2 separate regions of the Xenopus laevis genome follow, and region 1 is linked to region 2. The links are chromatin contacts, called in public Hi-C maps. All regions are on one chromosome and are shown on one strand. Each heading gives the region's core, a stretch centred on a gene start, on an enhancer-like site or on the middle of the called end of the contact. The rest is flanking DNA. Distances are from core to core; before and after follow the strand shown. Region 1 overlaps dapk1.L (death associated protein kinase 1 L homeolog). Region 2 has its middle 9.6 kb from the start of dapk1.L.

What was found. A called contact is a pair of places that touch in the nucleus more often than the background predicts.
Region 1: a Hi-C map of the XTC cell line shows a contact between it and region 2, with 5 times the contacts expected there. The contact joins two enhancer-like sites. A contact is called at or near these places in 3 of 4 Hi-C or Micro-C datasets (the XL177 cell line, the XTC cell line and animal cap).

What each region holds. Positions count from the first base shown.
Region 1 is chr1L:146,361,072-146,366,698 of Xenopus_laevis_v10.1, reverse strand. dapk1.L (death associated protein kinase 1 L homeolog) reads right to left here. Exons shown (of 26, transcript NM_001093258.1): 20 at 4,696-4,915; 21 at 3,340-3,522; 22 at 1,637-1,834. Among protein-coding and RNA genes, the nearest start is that of ctsv.L, 25 kb to the left of the region's middle. Within about 2 kb of position 2,443, at least 1 of the 7 cell types and tissues checked has an H3K27ac peak or open chromatin away from gene starts, as enhancers often do.
Region 2 is chr1L:146,272,740-146,278,112 of Xenopus_laevis_v10.1, reverse strand. No RefSeq gene overlaps it. Among protein-coding and RNA genes, the nearest start is that of dapk1.L, 9.6 kb to the left of the region's middle. Within about 2 kb of position 3,087, at least 1 of the 7 cell types and tissues checked has an H3K27ac peak or open chromatin away from gene starts, as enhancers often do.

The DNA of each region.
Region 1 (5,627 bases), core at 1,194-3,693, 89 kb before region 2:
CCGAGAAGGAAAGGTGTGAGATAGATTTGGGTACTATCATATTAACCATGACTTCCAGTTTATAATACTGCAATTGATGCAGGAGGCTTTTCTAATCAAAGGCCTCACTGTATTCTGGTCAGGTTAGGCCCTGCATGTACACTGGGAGCTGCAGAGGTATAGGCTAGCTACTCCATTACACCAGAAAACCAGGAACAGTATTGGTAACACGGGAATTTGCTTCTCCTTGTCAAAAATTGTAGAGATAAATGCATGCATTAAGCCATTGCTATGGGTAACTGGTGGGTTTCAGTCTAAAAATACCCAAATGTGTATTTTCAGGTTGAAAAATTGTCTACTTGAGCGCTTTGCTTCTCCTTGTCACAAAATTGTAGAGATAAATGCATGCATTAAGCCATTGCTATGGGTAACTGGTGGGTTTCAGTCTAAAAATACCCAAATGTGTATTTTCAGGTTGAAAAATTGTCTACTTGAGCGCTTTGCTTCTCCTTGTCACAAAATTGTAGAGATAAATGCATGCATTATGAATGCAGGATTAGCCATTGCTCAGGGTAACTGGTGGGTTTCAGCCTAAAAATACCCAAATGTGTATTTTCAGGTTGAAAAATTGTCTACTTGAGCGGTGACAAGCAGTTGCTATTAAACCTAAAGGCTTTTCTCCACAGAGGAACTGCTAGGTGTGACATTAGCATAGGCCTATTCAAAACCTGACTTCACTGGGGAAGTGATCTAATGTGCCAGAAAATCAGGCTTAGCAATGGAAAAAATATTCTTTATCCTTCAAGTGACCTACCATGGCAGTATATTAATTCTACTGTATCAAGGTTTCTTTGTGAAATGGCAAGTACAGGTATTGTATAGGAAATCTAAAACTGTACCAAAGGCACATCTTTGTGGCATGTGCAGCAGCAATTTCTATTGTGGAAAAGTAAATCATTTAGTATAACTTTAAGTGCATCAATTGTAGTCACAACTCTCTCAGAATACAAGTCTTTGTTTATAATTACTATTTGTTATTTAACAAACGAGAACTAGTTATCTTGTTCATCACCGTGTTTGTGAATCATATCCTCGTTTCATAATGAGATGGTACATTATGCATCCCTTAGACTTTAGTCCCCTTCCAACTTGTGCTCAGTATTACCATCCTGATTCTCCTCAACTCCAAGTGGTTTATCAGATGTAAATTGTATGTTAGGATTTGAAAACATGACTATGAATTCAATAACATCTCCTAGAAGTACCCTTTCCTTAAGACAGATCCTTTTACAGATCCATCCATCTTCAATCTATTACATTTTCTGCAGATCACCAGAAAGAGTTCATGAAAAGGTTTCACAGCACAGTCTGCACTTGATTGAGTGTTCCGTCAGAGAGAACGAGATAGGAATTATAAGAGGTGCTGCCTGTGCAAATAGCATTAGTGGCTCTCAAGAGCAGAGAGTCCTTCAGTTTAATAAGCAGAATTCACTGTATCCAGAGTTAATATGGCCATACTGCAGTCACTCAGCATCAGAGGTTTGATTAACAGTGGTCTGATTTGTTTCATATAAGCTAGTTTAAAAAAGAAATGACTTCTGCATTGTACATTTACATGAAAATCCTACAAATAAACAAGAAGTGAAAAAAAACCTACCTATTGGTTCCTCCACAGGAACAAGTGACTTTAGGAAGTTGAGCCAGAATATTACTTGATTAAGTTGAATTTCATAGGGCTCTTCAAGGCTAAAAACCACAATGTGAATTGATGTGGGATCATTGGCAGCAAAATAATCATAACTGCAATAATACGTAGGGTTTCCAGAAAATTCCCACACACTGAAATCTCCAACACCTAAAAGGAAAGAACATGCCAGATATCATATTTCTGTCTCTCTTTCTGTGTGCGTGTGTGTGTGGGGGGGTGTGCGATGTAAAAAAGACGGGGCAATATGGACAGGAGATTTTCTACTGTCAGCGTCAATTGTGCACCAACAACTGATGGGGTGTGCATGTTGCAAGCCTGTTGTCTGCATGTATGCCCCTTACTTGCATGTCATTCATAAGGTGCAAGTAGGAGCACCTTCAGACTGGCTTTTTAAAGGCAGCTGCAGCTTAGATAATGAAAGCAAGCATTTGGTTGGTTGCCATGTTACTGTACATGTGCACAACCTGCAGAGCCACTGTTCGCGACACTTCAACATCCTCAGCTGCCCAACATGCTGGAGGAAAGTCGCTCACCAGGCAGTAAAACGGAGGCAGACCGCACATGGAGGCTGGATCGCGGCTGTGAGTCCCTGCATTCTCTCTGGATGATGTTGAAGTGTCATGTGTGCGCTGGCTTTGCGAGGTTGTGGCGGTTGTGTGGTGTGGCAATGGCTGGCTCTGGTTCTGCTTTTTTCTCCTGATGCGTGAGGCTCTGTTCCTCCACGACTTTAGGTTCACCGGGACCTTCGTCTCTGCTGCCAGTGGCTTTGAGGGCTCTTGTCGGTGCTGGGGTAGAAATTGCTGCGGACTCTGGGCTCGGGCCAAGGTGCCGACTTCTTATTTTCCTCAGGTACCATGGGCTTGTCATCACCTTGTCAGCACTGGGGCAGCGCTCAGTGTTCCACAGTCCTGCCACTACAAGGTAAGCAGGGGGAAAAAATGGGATCGCTGCCACTTCCCACAAAATCCGGCTTGTACGCTGTGTAATAGAATGGGCGGCTGTCACAGTTGTAGCGCTTAGCTTCCGGTTTTGGCAGAAGTCGGGTTAGGGGGAAGATGCAGAGCTGCAGAATGAGTCGCCCCATCGCCGTTTTGCAGTACACAGGAAGTAGTGTTTTCGAACAGTATTTTTTTAATAAAGCATTGATTTTAATAAACTTTATGCAGGGTAGACCTATTATTAGTGGGGGGGAAATGGATTTTTAATACAAAATTTTTTAGTGTTACTGTTCCTTTGTTCCTTTGATTTGGTTTGATGTTTGGCCAATGAGGATTCAATATGGGGATCAGTCCAAAATTGATGGATTTGGTTCGTTCCTAGATACAAATACAAGTGAACACCTTTGAGATCTGCAACTGAATGCTATCATACATGAACTTCTTTGTTAAGCACTGCAATTTGGTTACCCCCATTTTTGCATGAATGCAAATGCTGATTAGGAACAAATAAAAATAACAGTTGAACTTCTGTATTTTCATCTATATTTGTAACATTTATATAGTACATTTGTACATTATCTATTATTTCTGTAGCTTGTGTTTTGCACAATACTTGTGAACATTATTAAACATTTTGTGAATAACATTTGTTTTTAAATTGCAAATATTCCAATGACTTGAGTAGAATATCAAACACAGAGAAGGCATTTATACCATTGAGATTGGCATTCTGGATGTCTATAGCCTTGGTTGACTGGTCATCTGTGCAACAGTGAGGCGACGGTGAAACAAATACTTCAAGAACCCCTTTGGTTAGTCCTGGCTCAAACATCATACTCCGGCTTCTTACACTCACATTCTCACAACCAGGGTAGAGATCCGAGATGCTCACTGAAACTGAAACACAAGAAAACAGCAAGTTAGAATCCATGGAATAGCCACGTTGTAAAATGTTTAACAGGCTTCTATAGTAATTTCAAAATATATAATAATTAGATATAATATCTGGAATCCAGTTACCTGAAGAGATTTGAAAATTGGCAACTCTAATTCTACAATGTATTGTTTACATAAACAGTTTATCACATGACAGATTACACTTTCTTTCCTAAGACAATGCCTTGAGCTCACCATTAAGATATTATAATGGCAAAACAAATGTATTTAACTGTACTTTATGTTTAAATGATCTTCAGTAGATATGAAGATAATCTATAGACTGTAGGCGGATCAGTCACATGCCTATGATTATTGCCCAGTTGGTTTTAACTGATGGAATGGCAGACCAGCAATAAAGCTCCCTCATTAGTAGCATAAACAGCACCAGCAAGTGGCACTCAAATATGCACAAAAACATGCTATGACACGTAAAGAACCAGAAATTACCATTAAATAAGTTATTTTTTAAAAATTTAATATATGTATCTGTTAATTAACTACTACAAAACAAACTCCAAAATCTGCTATTTGACCTGAACTAAACCAACTGTATTCTAAAAGTTTATGACTTTTTGCCCTGTTCAGTTTAAATGGATGCCTGTATGGCTACATAGCAGTTCATTTATATAAAATAAAGTAGTCTTTACTGTTCCTTTACCAAATTCAGAGTCATGAGAAATATACACAAAAGGGATAATTTACCAGGTTTTTTCACACATTGGTGTTGTGCCTGGGGTGTGGTCTGTGCAGACTGTGCTTTGCACCTTGCACAGCATTAAAAATATGGTGTAGAGTGCAGAGGGCAGCAAGCATTGTTTGGAGCAAAGCTAAGGTTGCCACCTGTCTGGTTTGGACCCAGGCAACCCTTATGCAACCTGCAGCAAATGACATGATGATCAACCAATCACCGACCGCTGCATCATAGTCTTGTCACCTGATGTCACAAGCCCACCTACTAAACATTAACAACCAACTCCCTGGCATCACTCACCCCAAACTTCCCTACTCCAAAAGATGGCAACCATACACAAAGCGGGCAATACCGTGCTCGCTAACACCGGCCTTGAACAGAATGCATATTGGCTATTGTTGTCACAGTACTATTGAAATGTGATGGCAAGAATAGACCACCTGTCTTGGCTGTTAGTGGAGAAGAAGGAAACCGGGAAGAGTTAGTGGATGAAAGACGAGGTCGGCGTCTTCTGAAGAAACTTCGGATCAGGCCACATTTGAGGGACTCTACAAGCGTGGTCTTTCCCGATCCCATGTGTCCAAATAACTTCAGCTTAATTCTTGGTTGGGGGTTTGGTGAAGGTCTGAGCTGCTGTATGAACACACTTCTGTAGGTATCCTAAACGGAAAGGAGAATCCAACTGATCAGTCAAAGAAAGTACTATTACTGGATACTAGGTGAAAGGCACAGCGCTCCTACAACAGTAAAGATTCATGGCTTCATATTTGTCCCTGGGATCTCCTCATGTTTCAATTCACACATTTCTTTAAAAAGTAAGCAGATTTCATCTGTCATAGAAGCATATGCTGCAGGGATGATTACTACTAATCAGCTCTGTGCTGCCATGTACTGTAAATACATTTACATAGAACATAAACGAGTTTTCCATTTTCTGTATTTTGCCATACATTACATTTACATTAAACCACATGGGCCATAGATTATTCTGCATATGAAGCATTTTCAGCTGCTTATTTGTGTTAATTTAAGGGAGGGTGTCAACACTGTTCATCTGTCATAGTTAAATAACATAGACGGATAGAATCAATACTGCAAGTAGCCAAGCTGTGAGAAAGAACAAAAAATGAGCAAACAAATTAAATTTCTATTGGTGCAAATGCTCGTGCATCACCTCAGAATCCAGTTGGCCAGTGAGTAATAGAAATAGATCATTAGTATCCTAGAAACATTACAATGAAATAGGGATTTAAAATCCAAGGCATTTTTAGGGGATTCATTTTATTTACGATGATGTGTGCAAGTTTAGATGTTGAGCACAATCAATTTATATTATATTAAAAGGAAAATGTTGTATGTCTGAACGCCATAC
Region 2 (5,373 bases), core at 1,838-4,337:
AGTTGCCACGCGGGTAACATCTGTCATTACCCTAAAACCCAAAAATTAAGAAAAATGTTAAAGCACCTTAAACCGCATATAGACGCTGGAACAAGCACTTGTCAAACTATTTCAGCTATAAGCTACAGGATTTGTTTCATGTGTTTAACACCGTGTTTTTAAGTAGAAACATGGTACCATTTACTGGATAACTGATTTATGTAAAAAAAACATGCACAATTTTATTTAAAATTACATCTTTGTCACATATAATTTAAGCATGATACAACTCCAAAAGAATGAAATTGATTCATGATTTGATACAGCAGTTATTTCTATTGATCGCATAAAAACATTCTCTTTGAAGGCTACTGCCACATGCAACTGTTTCCTCACCTGTGTTTAAAGGAAGTGCAGAAATAGTCCAACTTCAATCTGTTTTTTCTGGATTGATTGACAGGCATAGCATTGGCCTGTATATATTCATTTTTGCACTGATATTCTCTGTGTTTCTGCACACAGGCCGAAGCTGTGTCAGAGCAGGAGGTTCGAATGGGAACAAATTGGCTGTTTCTCTGCTTGTGTTTATATGCAGATGGAGAAACAACCCCATATGCTTATTGAAAACATCTTTCCAGCCTATTATTTTCAGTGGACCTTTAGATAATCTTCATTCTCAGAATGATAGCAATCCAAAAAAGAGGAATGATAAAGGGAAATCATTCTCCCAGTGATATGAGTCTTAAGCTGGCAATAGACGCACAAATATAATGATACGAACAAAGTTGTTACTGGACGAATTTACAGAACTTTTCCCATTGTACAATATGGATCAAGGAACATGTTTGTAAATGCTGCAGTGCATATTTCATGTGCCACATGTAAAATACAAGCAACATGCTGTGGCTTACAAGTAATCTCATAAGCTATATTGTTGCACAATGTAATGAATTCACCTTTTTATCTACAAAAATACACACTAATGGGAGTTAGGTCACTCTAGAAGTAGGATGGAAACTTGAGCCTTGACAATCGTGATTAGATTTTATGACTCTTGAGATAGTATTAAGGGATAGGCCTTGGCTGACATTTTCACTGTGTAATACATTAAGTACAGTCAATCTCTTCCTGTTTCTAGTGAAGGTATGTAATACTTACTCAGTTGGGGCTCATTTATAAACACTGGGCAAATTTGCACCCAGGCAATAACCCACAGCAACCAATCAGTGATTAGCTTTTTTCAGCCAGCTGCAGGTTGAATACTGAAAGAAATCTTCTGATTGGTTGCCATGGGTTACTGCCTAGGTGCAAATTTGCCTAGTGTTTATAAATGAAACCCACTGGGGCTGTACCGGAAAGTCACTCAATTCCTATAGCCAATAAGTTTGGAACACAGAAAACCGATACATTTGTTAAAATAGCCAGTTGATTGTTTTGAAATTGTATACCAGATTTAATGTTTCAACGTTTCATTCATTTACACCCTCTTATGTTTCCCAAGAGCAGTTCAGTACGGGAGGAAGGAGGTGGTTGCTGACTCTCTAAACTGTAAAAATCTGATATGTTAATTGATACATTTCTGAACAGCAGCACCACCCCTACTAGCCTTTGTTTTTAAAATGCAAAACTGGGCTCCCTTTGACTCACTCTACTTTATTACAGTAACCCAGTGAGGCACCTGTTAAGGTGAGATGATAAAGCTAATTTTTGTTTTGCAGTCAACCCTCACATAGTTGTACATAACTGAAATCTTTGTTTTTCTGAACCAAGAAGCAACATACATTGTATCTGGTGTGTGGTATGTGAGAAATGAAATGGAACATTGTTTTCCTTTGCTGCAATAAGGTAGACACACAGTGCTTTGAATGCTTTGTGCATACTAATTTAGCAGAATTTTCTCTATTAAAAAAAGAAATAGTCTGTAAAATTCCTGCTCTTCTTCTGTGCCTTAAAATAACACATTTAACTGTACTTTCAGTATATGCTTATATGAGCACTAGTGTTTTTCATATATGTCATCAGTTCCAGCAGCTCTCCAATTTGATCATATGCTTCACAGGTAGCTCTTCCCATTATCAGTCTAGATAATTTACCAATCACCTTTGTACCCATAGTAAAACTAATGCTGTTACAGATCCAAACCTCCAAACCAAAGCCTTTTACTTAATGACACCATATTTCATTTATTTATATACAGTTTAAGTTAAAGATACTTGAGGGAACAAAAGTGGCAGGCCAAAACCCACAGAACATTGGTTGTAATGTAAAGCATCTCCTCACTGACACAATAAGCTAACTTCTAAATGCAAATTAATCAAGGACTATACTAAAAAAAAGTTGTTCTAGTGGTATATTAATTTTGACCACAAGGCAACCAAATAAATAACTCGAAGTAAGCCACATACCTAGATGTCTCAATTGCACTTATCATGGCCACATTTTTTTTATCTAAACAGAATGTGTCCCCATGACATTGTTCCCCCCATGGAGCACATTGTTTTAGTTTGGGTTGCCATCTGGCCTGGCTGGTAAAAATTGTGTTTGATGCCAATGTTATTAATACGGTACAAATTTTTTTTCCCCCACAAAAGGTGACAACTGTAGTGTCAGTACTTATTATAATTCACCGCTACCAGTTGTCCAATATGGTAGACTTTATTAAGTTCTCTACTATGATTCATAGTGCATTCCATTGACTTGTCCTTTAAATGGCCTTATTGTCTCTATTGGTGCTTATCTGCTTTGTTGTGTTTTCTATGTACATGTGTTTCTAAGCTTTTTCTTTATTTGACCTACTTACTTGTGGGCAAAACAATAGGTTTTTATTCTTATCTGGAAATAGAAACAGCTGCGATATTTTTAACTCTATGTAAAAAAGGTATTGTGTTCACTTTCCTTACGTAGGTGAAAACCAAGTAACATGGGCAAGATTCTCATGCTTTTCAACATTTTATTACAGTGTGCAAACTACCCAGAAAAGAAAAGGGTTTCCTCAGCATTGTTACACTGGAGCCTTGAGAAGAGGTCATGCGGCCTAGATAAACAGGGACAGTAGCATTGTAAAGCCAGGCACACAAAAAGTATTGTACGGTATTAGTTTGCCTGGTAACTGAAGACAATAGAGCCCTGGTGGTCTTGTGTGTCATTTGAAAACGTACAACCCGAAGGCTTGAATTACACTACAGCATACACGCATACACGTTTAATAATAAAGAGATTAGAGGCCCAAATGCAAATCTAGTATATTTGAAACAATTTCATAGGAAGGTACAGTGTATGTGTATAATAATAATAATATATTATAATATATTATATTATAATATAGATAGATAGATAGATAGATAGATAGATAGATAGATAGATAGATAGATAGATATACCATGGTTGTAGGATGGATGTAGGATTTATCTTGTGTTTTTCATTTTACATCAATCATGTTGTATTCTCATGTGTATCCCAGAACATTTTCTCTATGCAAATTTGCATGGATGAGAGGTAGCTTCAATGTAATGTAACACATATAATACTCTTGTGTTTATATACAATATACTTGGTGCAGCTGTTGGTGGTTGCATCTGACAGTAGCTTCTGGAGGCTACAAATTAGACAGCCCTCATATAGAGTGTTACTGATTTAATCCTGATTATATACACTTCCTATAGTTACAGTTCCTTTCCATGTAATAGATAAACCTGTCTGGTCCAGTGGAGTTTCTGTACGCTCTTTCCACAGGCCACTACAAAGAGTGTGGCCTATGGTGTGTGTGTGGCCCCCTGCCAACACAGCTCTGTTTAGAAAATATGGTTTTGCTGTTTGCTAGATTACCGTACCTTCAGTTCACAAAACTACAATGTGAACAATAATCATATGCAATAAAAAAGTACACACATATTTTACAAAATGCTACAATGCATTTTCAAAAGAATAATCAACTTACATACTTACAGAGCAGGGGATTTTTTCTATATTAGGGTTGTGTGGTCTGGAGCCATCCAAATGTGTTAAACTACAACTTTCAGAATTCTTCTGACACTGCTGCCCTTGACCCACTGCAAGTGGTCTATCCATTTCTGTTCAGTGTGTATTTCCATCTTTGCCTCTGTAGTATGCCAATGGAACAATGTAGTCTTTCTCACAAAGTGAGCTATGCACACACTTTATTTGCTGAGGGCCTAGGAGGGCTTGACCAATTTGCTATACCAAGCAGAACTGACCAACCGTCTCTGTTACCTGCTCCTTCCTGTGAGCAGAATGGCAATTCCCATGTTATGAGTATATCTGCTAATTAGAGCTGAGCCGCTGGTTTAAAACCAGAATATCAGCTCTTACAAGGTCTAGAGTTTAGATATATTTTGCTGGAGGAAGTTTATTGCCTCTTGGAATGTGCTACCTGTTATCAGTTACATCATTAACAGCAGCAATACTATAAATCTTGAGTAAGAATTGGCTGCCTTTATTTTCTTTACATTTTTACTATGATTAGTTAAAGGAGAAAAAGGTTCTTTTTTTTAACATTACTGTACATTCTCAGTACTTTTATCCTTGCTTTGAACAAATGACCTAGTCAAAATAAAAAGCACAGGGTCGGGCTAGAGGTTGTGTTGGAATGCAGGAAAGAAAACTACTATGCTAATAGGTATAAAAATGTCCAAAAGCAGGCCAGACAAGGCCCTAAAAATAGAGGGAGAGAAGATAAAGATCCACTAGCATTGGTCATAATCTATTCTTTCATATGCCCAAGGATCCACCGCACAATGTTACAATCAATGTACTATGATATAAGCACATGAGGTAGTATATAGAGCATTTTTTTTTAGGTTGTCCTGGGCAATTCAAATATATACACGTTGTTAAAAGGGATTTATGCTACTGGAATGAAATGTATAATATACAGCAATACTAAAATAAGAACTGTCTCATACCAAAGATTCAAGGGTGGATGTAGAAGAGGAAACCTACCGTGAAGGAGCAGTGCCACCTAATGTTGCAGCTCCCAAAGAACCAATTAAAAAGTAAGCAGAATAGGAAATTGTGATAAGTTTGGGTACTTGGTTTTTTTCTTTGACTTTTTTGAGGGTGGGGACTAGTCTTTTGTTCACAGTGCTGAATAAGAAGCACTTGTGGGGTTAATAATGAAACAAAATTCTTAAAATAATTGTTCTGTATAAAAATAAAAACTGAGTAAATACCGTAGATAGGGTGTGCAAACTAAAACATGTTTTCTGTACAGTTAGTTAGCTAAAAATGTAATGTATAAAGGCTGGAGTGACTGGATGTGTAAAATAACCTCCAGAATATTAGTTATTTGCAGCTCTCTTGGTTTGCACTGATTGGTTACCAGGCAGTAACCAATCAGTGACTTGAGGGGGGGGGCACATGGGTCATAACTGTTTG